2 separate regions of the Pan troglodytes genome follow, and region 1 is linked to region 2. The links are chromatin contacts, called in public HiChIP or PLAC-seq maps. All regions are on one chromosome and are shown on one strand. The core of a region is the stretch at or near the end of the contact, and the rest is flanking DNA. Distances in the headings are between cores, read along the strand shown.

Region 1 (3,971 bases), core at 726-3,225, 450 kb after region 2:
GCGGCCCCTCGGCACCTCTGCCCAGCCGTCCCGACCAGGGGACCAGCTCAGCCCCGGTCGGGGCCCCGGCACCCAGGACCGCTCAGGATCTCCAGTCCAGTCCCTTCGCACTTTCTGACGGGGAAGGAGAGTTGGGAGAACGAGACTCTCAAGTCTGGGGACTTCTACCCACCATTAAAGCTTTGACATTCTGGCCATTTCTTTCTTTTTAAAAAATTATTATTTTTTTTTATTTTGAGATGGGAGTCTCGCTCTGTCCCCCAGCCTGGAGTGCAGTGACTCGATCTCCGCTCGCTGCAACTTTCGCCTCCAGGGTTCAAACGATTCTTCTGCCTCAGCCTCCCCAGTAGCTAGGACTACAGGCTTGCGCCATCACGCCCGGCTAGTTTTTTGTTTTTTGTTTTTTGTTTTTTTTTTTTAAGTAGAAACAGGATTTCGCCATGTTGGCCAGGCTGGTCTCGAACTCCTGACCTCAGTTGATCCGACCGCCTCGGCCTCCCAAAGTGTTGGAATTACAGCAGTGAGCCACCGCGCACCAAGCCCGACCCATTCTGGCCATATCTATAGACGGATGCATTGCACAGGAGGCTCAGCACTAATCGGTAGATACTGCGAGATGCTGGGAGGTTAAGGGGCCTACCCGCAAAATCTCTGGCCAATGCCTTGGGCTAGAAATGCCATAATTAGCCGCTTTTTTGATCCCTTGCAAAATGTGAATCCCGCCGCACCTCCACCCCACCCGAGTGGTAATCTCCTAGTGGTAATCTAAGTGAGCCTGTGATAAGATAAGTAGCTCCTGGTGGTGAGGGTGAGAAATTGGGGAGCTGGAGCCCCAGCCAGGGACGAGGCTGTAGGGGCTAGGGCGAAGATGGAGGCTGCTGGGCCCCCAGATGGAAGACGGTAACGTGCACCCGCTTCGTTTTTGCTCGAGGTCAGTCAGGTGCAGACTGAATTCGAAGTCGCTCCCTCCTCCCCTCAACCCCGACCAGGCCAAAACTAAAGCAGCACCGCCCCCTGCTGGGCCGACAGGGCATCAGATTTTGCTGGACGCGGGTGACAGGCGAGATAGGGAGTGTCCCTGCTGCTAGTGCCCCTGCTGCTAGTGCCCCTGCTGCTAGTGCCTAGTTACCTGCAGTACTTAACCTCCCTGGGCCTCAGTTTTTCTTCCTCTGTAAAATAAATGCGCTGGGCCGGATCTTTTCTGAGTTCTCTTCTCCCCTACGAATTCTAGATCCCTCCTCTGTCCTCCTTGCGCCAGGGACCTTCGGGCGACCCTTCCCTGTACCCCCACCCCACCCTCTCTGGACCCCGTTTCTGCCTCAGTACGGCGCGCTGAGCTCTGCCCCCTGCCCAGGCCCTGACCTCCTCAGGAGCCGCGGTTTCCTGGGGTAACAGTGGGAAACGTGTCGGCCGTCTCCGCTCAGGCGCTTGCTGTGTACAGAAAGGTGAATTCATGGGAAAGGTGGCGGAGGGATCCAGGCTCTGGTGGACGCTTTACGGCTCCACCAAGGCTGGCCCCGAGATTTGCGCAGAATGAGCGGCTGAGGATGGAAGGGCTGCAAGATCCGCCGCCTTACTTAGCTGGGACCCGGCCCCACCTCCTCTACAGCCGACCCTGTCTCCACCGGTGCGGTTGGTGCTAGGTTCCCAAACACACTGCTGCCGTTTCTTGTCTGACATCGCGGCCCTGCTCCTGCCTGCCTTCAGCCTGGGCTAGCCCCCTGCCCTTCCCCCAGCTCCCTGCCCCTGCGCCCACCACACTCCTCCTCCGTCTCCTTTAGGCTGATTCAGGCACACCGGCTCTCGTCGCCTTGGTGGCCCTCCCCAGCCCTCCTCCGCGCCTGCTCCGGGTGACGCCCCGCTGGGCTCCTCGTGCGCCTGTCCGCGACCGCACCCACCTCATCCTGGCACCCCCATCGTGGCATCACGTGTTCCCTCATCTGTCCTCATGGCTGGCGTGCCCCTCTGCGGTGAGACCTGCAGAACAGGAATTGGTGCCGGGTCAGTAGCCGGCGATGAAGCCGGGCGAAGCCTGCAAACCCCACCCATACGCCAGCTTCACATAGCTCCTCTCCATTGCACAGCAGCGTGGGGAAGCACCGTTCTCTACCCTCCAAGTAAGAAGCTGACTGTTGGGGCACAGGGGAGATCCTATAGCATGGCTCTGCTTCTGGGCACGCGCAGAAAAATTCCCAAATGAATTTTTTTGTTGTTGTTTGTTTTGTTTTGTTTCTTGTTTGTTTTAAGAGACAGGGTCTTGTTCTATCGCCCAGGCTGGAGTGCAGTGGTGCAATCACGGCTCACTACAGCCTCGACTTCCGGGCTCAAGCGATCCCCCCACCTCAGCCTCCCAAGTAGCTTGGACCATGGACCCGCGCCAGCACGCTGGCTTTTTATTTTATTTTATTTTATTTTTTGAGAGAACCTGATTTCCTTCCAACCAATTGTGCTCTCCCAATTCCAACAACCAAATGAAGCTTCAACGCTTCTTTTTGTTCAGAGGCCTCCTGAGTCCTGTCCTACTCACAGTAAAGGCTCTGGCAAAAACAAAAACAAAAACATCATGGGGCAAAATAAACTGCATCTTAAAAAGGCTCATTTCTCTCTAGGCCTCTCTCCAATTTGTTATCTTGAAACGATTTACCCAAAATAGAAACTTTAAAAAAATAGTGGAAAATTTTCTTTTTGCACAAGATGGTTAATTCTTTTGGGTGCTGGCCTGGGATCCATGAAATAACCTACACTCCACCATAAAGCTTTTCACTCCCATGTTTTGCAAACTGACGACCTTGCTGGGGGCAAGCTCCCCGTGTGACTTTACGAGGGAATTTGAGTGGTGCAAGCCGGAGGATGGGGCCTCACTATGTGGCCCAGGCCGGTCTCCAACTCCTGGTCTCAAGTGATGCTCCCCTCACGGCCTCCCAAAGTGCTGGGATTAGATGTGTGAGCCAACGTGCCCCGCCCAAAGGGCAGTTGACCTCAGCGTCTGAGGTGTGGAGGGAGCAGCTCGTTCCTCTTTTTCCTGCTCTACTGGGAAGGTACAAACCATACTAAGAAATCCTCTTCAGTCTGTCCCTACAAAAAGAGAAAGAGGAGTTGCTGCAGGCCAAGGACAAGGAGGAAGGGAAGAGAGAGCCCTTGACTTCTCCCACTTCTTGACTTTCCTTGCCGTGGTCTTTCCTTCCTTTTTCCAGGTCCACACCTCTCCTTCTATAGTCCTAGAAATGGGTCACCCCCTACAGGAGTCAGAGCCTTCGCCCAGCCCTCATGCTCTGAGGGTAAGTGGGTGGAAACAGACGCCTTCCCTCTCGCAATGTTTCCATCACTGCGTCCTCCACCTTGCACCACTCAGATCCCCTCGGAAAGTCACACGGGGGGCTTGCCACCAACAGGGTCATCACCGTTTGCATAACGTGGGAGTGAAAAGCTTTATGGTCGAGTTGAGGTTATTTCATGGATCCCAGGCCAGCACTCAAAAGAATTAACCAACTTATGCAAAAAGAAAAATTTCCACTGGCTTTGCAAGGTTTCTATTTTGGGTAAACTGTTTTAAGATAATAAATTGTCACATACACATTTTGTTGTGACAATTGTCACAACAAGAGAAAAAAAAAGAAAGAGAAAGAAAGAGAGAGAGAGAGAGAAAGAAAAAGAAAGAAACGAGCCTTTTTTGGATGCAGTGTATTTTTCCCTTTTATTTACTTATTTATTTATTTTGCCACAGCCTTTACTGTGAGTAGGACAGGACTCAGGAGGGCTCTGAACAAAAAGAAGAGTTGAAGCTTCATTTGGTTGTTGGAATTAGGAGAGCACAATTGGTTGGAAGGAAATCAGGTTCTCTAAGCATCAACAAAATTCGTATTTTAAGTGATGTGAGTTATGGAAGGCAGAGAGTTCTTGGTATATGGAAGTTACTGAAACAAAGCAATGGACAAACGGGCAGTCTGCAGAAGAGGAAAGCTGAATAGCCA
Region 2 (4,308 bases), core at 657-3,156:
GATGCCATGTCAAGGAGCTGGGCTTGAACTCTGAACACCTTCTTCTGGATCATGACAGTGAATTTAGGGGCCCTGGCTTCGACGCCCCACAGTAACTATGGGGATGAATTTGACTAGACATAGCTCTCAGTATTAGCTTGGACTTTCTCTGCCAGGGTGGGAGGGGATCCCCTGCCCTCTAAGGGCAAAGCCACCCAAAGCTCTCTACCTACATGAGGCATATGAGCACTGACCTGGAGGAATTCTCATTTCCTAGTCTGTGGCTCTGACATCTGTGGGCCCCAGTGCAAGTCTCACGTGGGCTGCCACGTGCCACTCTCTTAACTACAAATATTAAGTGTATCTCACTTAGAGACAGAGACAAACTTGATCATACAAACCATGAATCTTTTGAAAGTGATTATGCTGGGACAATGGTATAAGCCAGAACTCTCTCTCTGGCAACCTAGGATACAAGGTCACTCCGTATGGGAGTCCATGTCAAAGAGATGAAATATGGGTAACTCCAAAAGTTAACTGCAGTGGATAAGCAAAGCAGGCAGTATTTCACAAAACAGAACCAGGGTCGGGGGGCAGGTGCTAGCGTGCCCTCAATAAAGAGAGGAATTTCTGCAATTCTGTGGTAAGAGTTAGAGCCAACGCAAACTGCCCAAGACCGTGGAGTAACAGAAAGGCCTTCATAGGACCAGACTTAAACGCTACGACTGAGCTGCCAAAGAAACCATCGCAGGAGTGAGGGCAGGAGCGAGCAAGGCAGTAAGGTACAGCAAAAGAAAATATTTTTCAAATGCCCTTCCCTGGGTGGAAGGAATATCACACCTGGGGCACTGGGAAGGAGGATATGGAACAACTGTCCAGGAACAGAGGACAGAGGGGCTGGCACGGGGCTCTGAGCAGGTCATGGAAGGAGCTGGCCTGATTAGCACATACCCATGCCCCTCACGCAACAGGACTGTCCCTGTTCTGTCCAATGCCTTCCAGGGGCAGCATTCCCAGGCCAATTCAGCAAAGCTAAAGAGAAATACACATGGTTGGGTTCAAGGTAAGCCAGAGGCGGAAATAGCAACCACAGGAGGTGGTGAAGTTGAGGAAGAAAATCAAGTGCTGTTGTTGGGCTGCTCTATGAGGGCTCCAAGCATGGGATGGAGACCCGGACTACGTGTCCCCTGGGATTTTATATTCTAATAATTTTCCCTTGCCACTCCTCTGGACCCTATTCCAGAGTAGAGAAGGTCAGAAAAACTCTGACCAATAACCAGGATAAATAAATATGGAAAATAGGAGTAGCCCGAAGGCTGGGAACAAGAAGGTGGGTAGACAGGCGCTCCTCAGGGAGGTGGAGGGGTTTTGTGAGAAGGGGTGGGACAGGGCGGAGACTCGGACCCCAGGAGCCGACGGCAACCCTAGGGGTGGAGGCAGACCCCGGGCTCTCTGAGGCTACCGGTGCCAGTCATCCCGCCAAGGAGGGCGGCCTAAATCCTCAAGGGACTCGCAGGCGCCTGAGATTCCACTCCCAGCCCCTGAAAACACCACGGACTTCAGTTTCGGGGTTCTCCAAGGACTGCTCAAATCCCGCAGAAAACGCAAAGCATCAGAAACCCCCCGCACCACCCTCCCAAGTTCCTCAAGTCCGAGCGCCGGAACCAAAGGTTCCAGAAACGGGCGGGGCGACGGACGTGGGCCTGCGGGAATCAGGGCCGAACGGAGCCGCGAGAGCGTCCGGAGCTCAGAAATCTCGCCTGCGACGACCCCGGGAGGGCGGCGAGGTTGGCGCGCGTTACCGGTGCGGGGCGCGGGGCGCGGGACGCGGGACGCGGGACGGGAGGCCCGGTGCGCAGCAGGGCTGCCCGGGCTGCGAATGTGCGCACTCCCGAGTCCGCGTCCCTGACGGTGGGGTGGGGCTTCCGGTCGGGGCCGGAGCTAGGGTTCTCAGCTTCGCAGTGGGAAGGACCTGGGGATGGGGCGGGGGGCGGAGGACGGAGGACGGAGGACAGAGGACAGAGGAGAGTGCGTGAGCAGCGGTGCGCGATCCCGGAAGCATCACGAGGGGGAAGCCCTGTGCCCCTCCCGCGGCTCTTTTTTTTTTTTTTTTTTTTTTTTTTTTTTTTTTGAGACGGAGTCTCGCTCTGTCGCCCAGGCTGGAGTGCAGTGGCGCGGTCTCGGCTCACCGCAAATTCCGCCTCTCAGGTTCACGCTATTCTCCTGCCTCGGCCTCCCGAGTAGCTGGTACTACTGGCGCCCGCCACCACGCCCGACTAATTTTTTGTATTTTTAGTAGAGACGGGGTTTCATCGTGTTAGCCAGGATGGTCTCGATCTCCTGACCTCGTGATCCGCCCTCCTCGGCCTCCCAAAGTGTTAGGATTACAGGCGTGAGCCACCGCGCCCAGCCCCGCGGCCCATTTTTTAAGGCGCTTTAGTAAACGCTTTATTGACGTTCAGCCTCGGAATCTTCGCTGCAGGGTTGTGAGCCCCACAGAACCTCATTTTTCAGTTTAGAAAATGGACAGCAAGGTGTGAAGAAGAAAGGCCCTGCGTTCCTTTAAGATTCTTGTCTCTTGTCTGCAGCATCAGAGAGCTGGAGAGCATGAGAGCCTTGCTTCTCAAGCTGCGGTTAGTATGTTAGGACTTCAGAACTCACCAGATAGGTGACATCAGCTCCACTCCAAAAATTCTTTATAAAAAATTTTCAGTGGTTTTGGGAGGTATGAAAATTCTTCATATTTTTTGAGAAACACTTTTTATTAAGCATAGGTCTATTCTAGGATAAAAGCCCGTCACCCCCATTCATTCTTTTAAGAGAAAAAAATGGCAAGAACTTCAAGGAAAAACAAAACAGCAACAACAAAAACTCCCTCTAGATATGCCCAAATGCCCCTGGATTCACATTGAGCTCTTGGGGCCCATCCCACTGAAGCAAAATTAGAGGAGGTAGACCAGAGAGGTTCGGGCAAAGGTTTAGTCCTGGGTAGGCCGGGTCACTCTGGCAGTCCCAGCTGGGCCTCCAGTGGCCCTCTGATGTTGCCTGTTCCCCCCTCTTTCTTCCTCCTATCTCTGACATCCTCCTACACTTGCGGTTTCTGCTTACTCAACTTACCTGTTCTCCAAAATTCAGCCCATACACGGTGCCCACTTGACATAGCCACACAGGTTCATGCAGCTACCATGGACTGACCCTAGTCTGGGTGGGTCTCAGATTCTGGAAAGAGAGGGAGAGACTGGTCACTGCTCAGCTAATGGGATTGGCCTTCTTGTCCCAAGCTGGGGCTGAGGACTTGTCACAGAGTTCACATAGGGGTCAGAGGGGACATTCCAAGAGAGACGGGTATAGGCCAGGCAGGGACCCCCAAAGGGTTTTCATCCCTTCTATCAGGTGTACTTAATCACTCAGAGGCCAGGGAAACTGAGGCCGATGGCAAAAATAAGATTCAGCAGCGTGTTTTACAGCACTCATGTGTGTTACAGCGTGTGTTACAGACTCAACCAGTAGAGTCTGCATAAGGACAGATGCACCTTCCACGGACCTCTCCCACAAGCCCTCTGCCACACTTACACGGGCCTGCAGGCCTTTGTGATTCTGTGGGCAGGAGGAGTGGCCAGAAGCTCTTCTGTGAATTGTAATTTAACTCCCCAAAAAAGAGAGAAGCAAAACGCTCAGGGAACAACAGGGTTCATTAGGAATCTCTGCCTGGGACATAAAGAACAGTACAGCCGCAGAGAACAGAAACTTCTGCAAGGAAGTTTCTGGCCCATGAGGAAGAAAGAATTCTGAATCGCCAAGCAACAGTAGGGATGTGGAGTTCTCAGAGACTTCTACATGGTATCAACATTTAGTTTTTGTAGGATTAGAAACCGCTTGTTTTTTTCTTTTCAACCTTATTGATTAGAGTGCTTAGCTGTCTATAATGTTGAAGCCAACGATCTTCCAGCCAATGCTGAAGCAGAGCCCTGGGGTCCATGCAGTGCTGTTTCTTCTGTGTGACCCAGGTAGAGCTGTCTTTAGAGAGGCTTCTCCAAAGCTGTACAGGAGAATTTTCCTTTGTCACCATGCACTGGATGTAGGAGTTAGGGACCAGATCCCTTGCTAAGGATTAGGTTAGGGCCTGGACTTCTGGAGAAGAAAGCAACCTGCTAAAAGTCCTCCAGCCTTTGTGCAGGGCAGAGGATAGAACTCAGGCTACTTCTGGTATCCCAGCTGGGCAAAGACAGCAGGGCGGAAGAGAGAGAAGATGACATTCCAAATCAGGACACTATTCTCTCTGAGCGTTTTTGAACTCCTAAATTGATGATACATCATTTTGCCAAATAT

What was found. HiChIP or PLAC-seq counts read pairs in DNA pulled down with a chosen protein or histone mark.
Region 1: a contact with region 2 is called in an H3K4me3 HiChIP or PLAC-seq map of stem cell-derived excitatory neurons, with 5 times the contacts expected there. The contact joins the promoter of CD8A here to the promoter of THNSL2 in region 2. A contact is called at or near these places in 1 of 7 Hi-C or Micro-C datasets (induced pluripotent stem cells) and 1 of 1 datasets of contacts at active chromatin or transcription factors (stem cell-derived excitatory neurons).

The regions. Positions count from the first base shown.
Region 1 is chr12:35,947,240-35,951,210 of NHGRI_mPanTro3-v2.0_pri, forward strand. CD8A (CD8 subunit alpha) reads left to right here and starts at 1,976. Exons shown (of 7, transcript XM_054677992.2): 1 at 1,976-2,117.
Region 2 is chr12:35,501,618-35,505,925 of NHGRI_mPanTro3-v2.0_pri, forward strand. THNSL2 (threonine synthase like 2) reads right to left here and starts at 1,907. Exons shown (of 8, transcript XM_054678003.2): 1 at 1,782-1,907.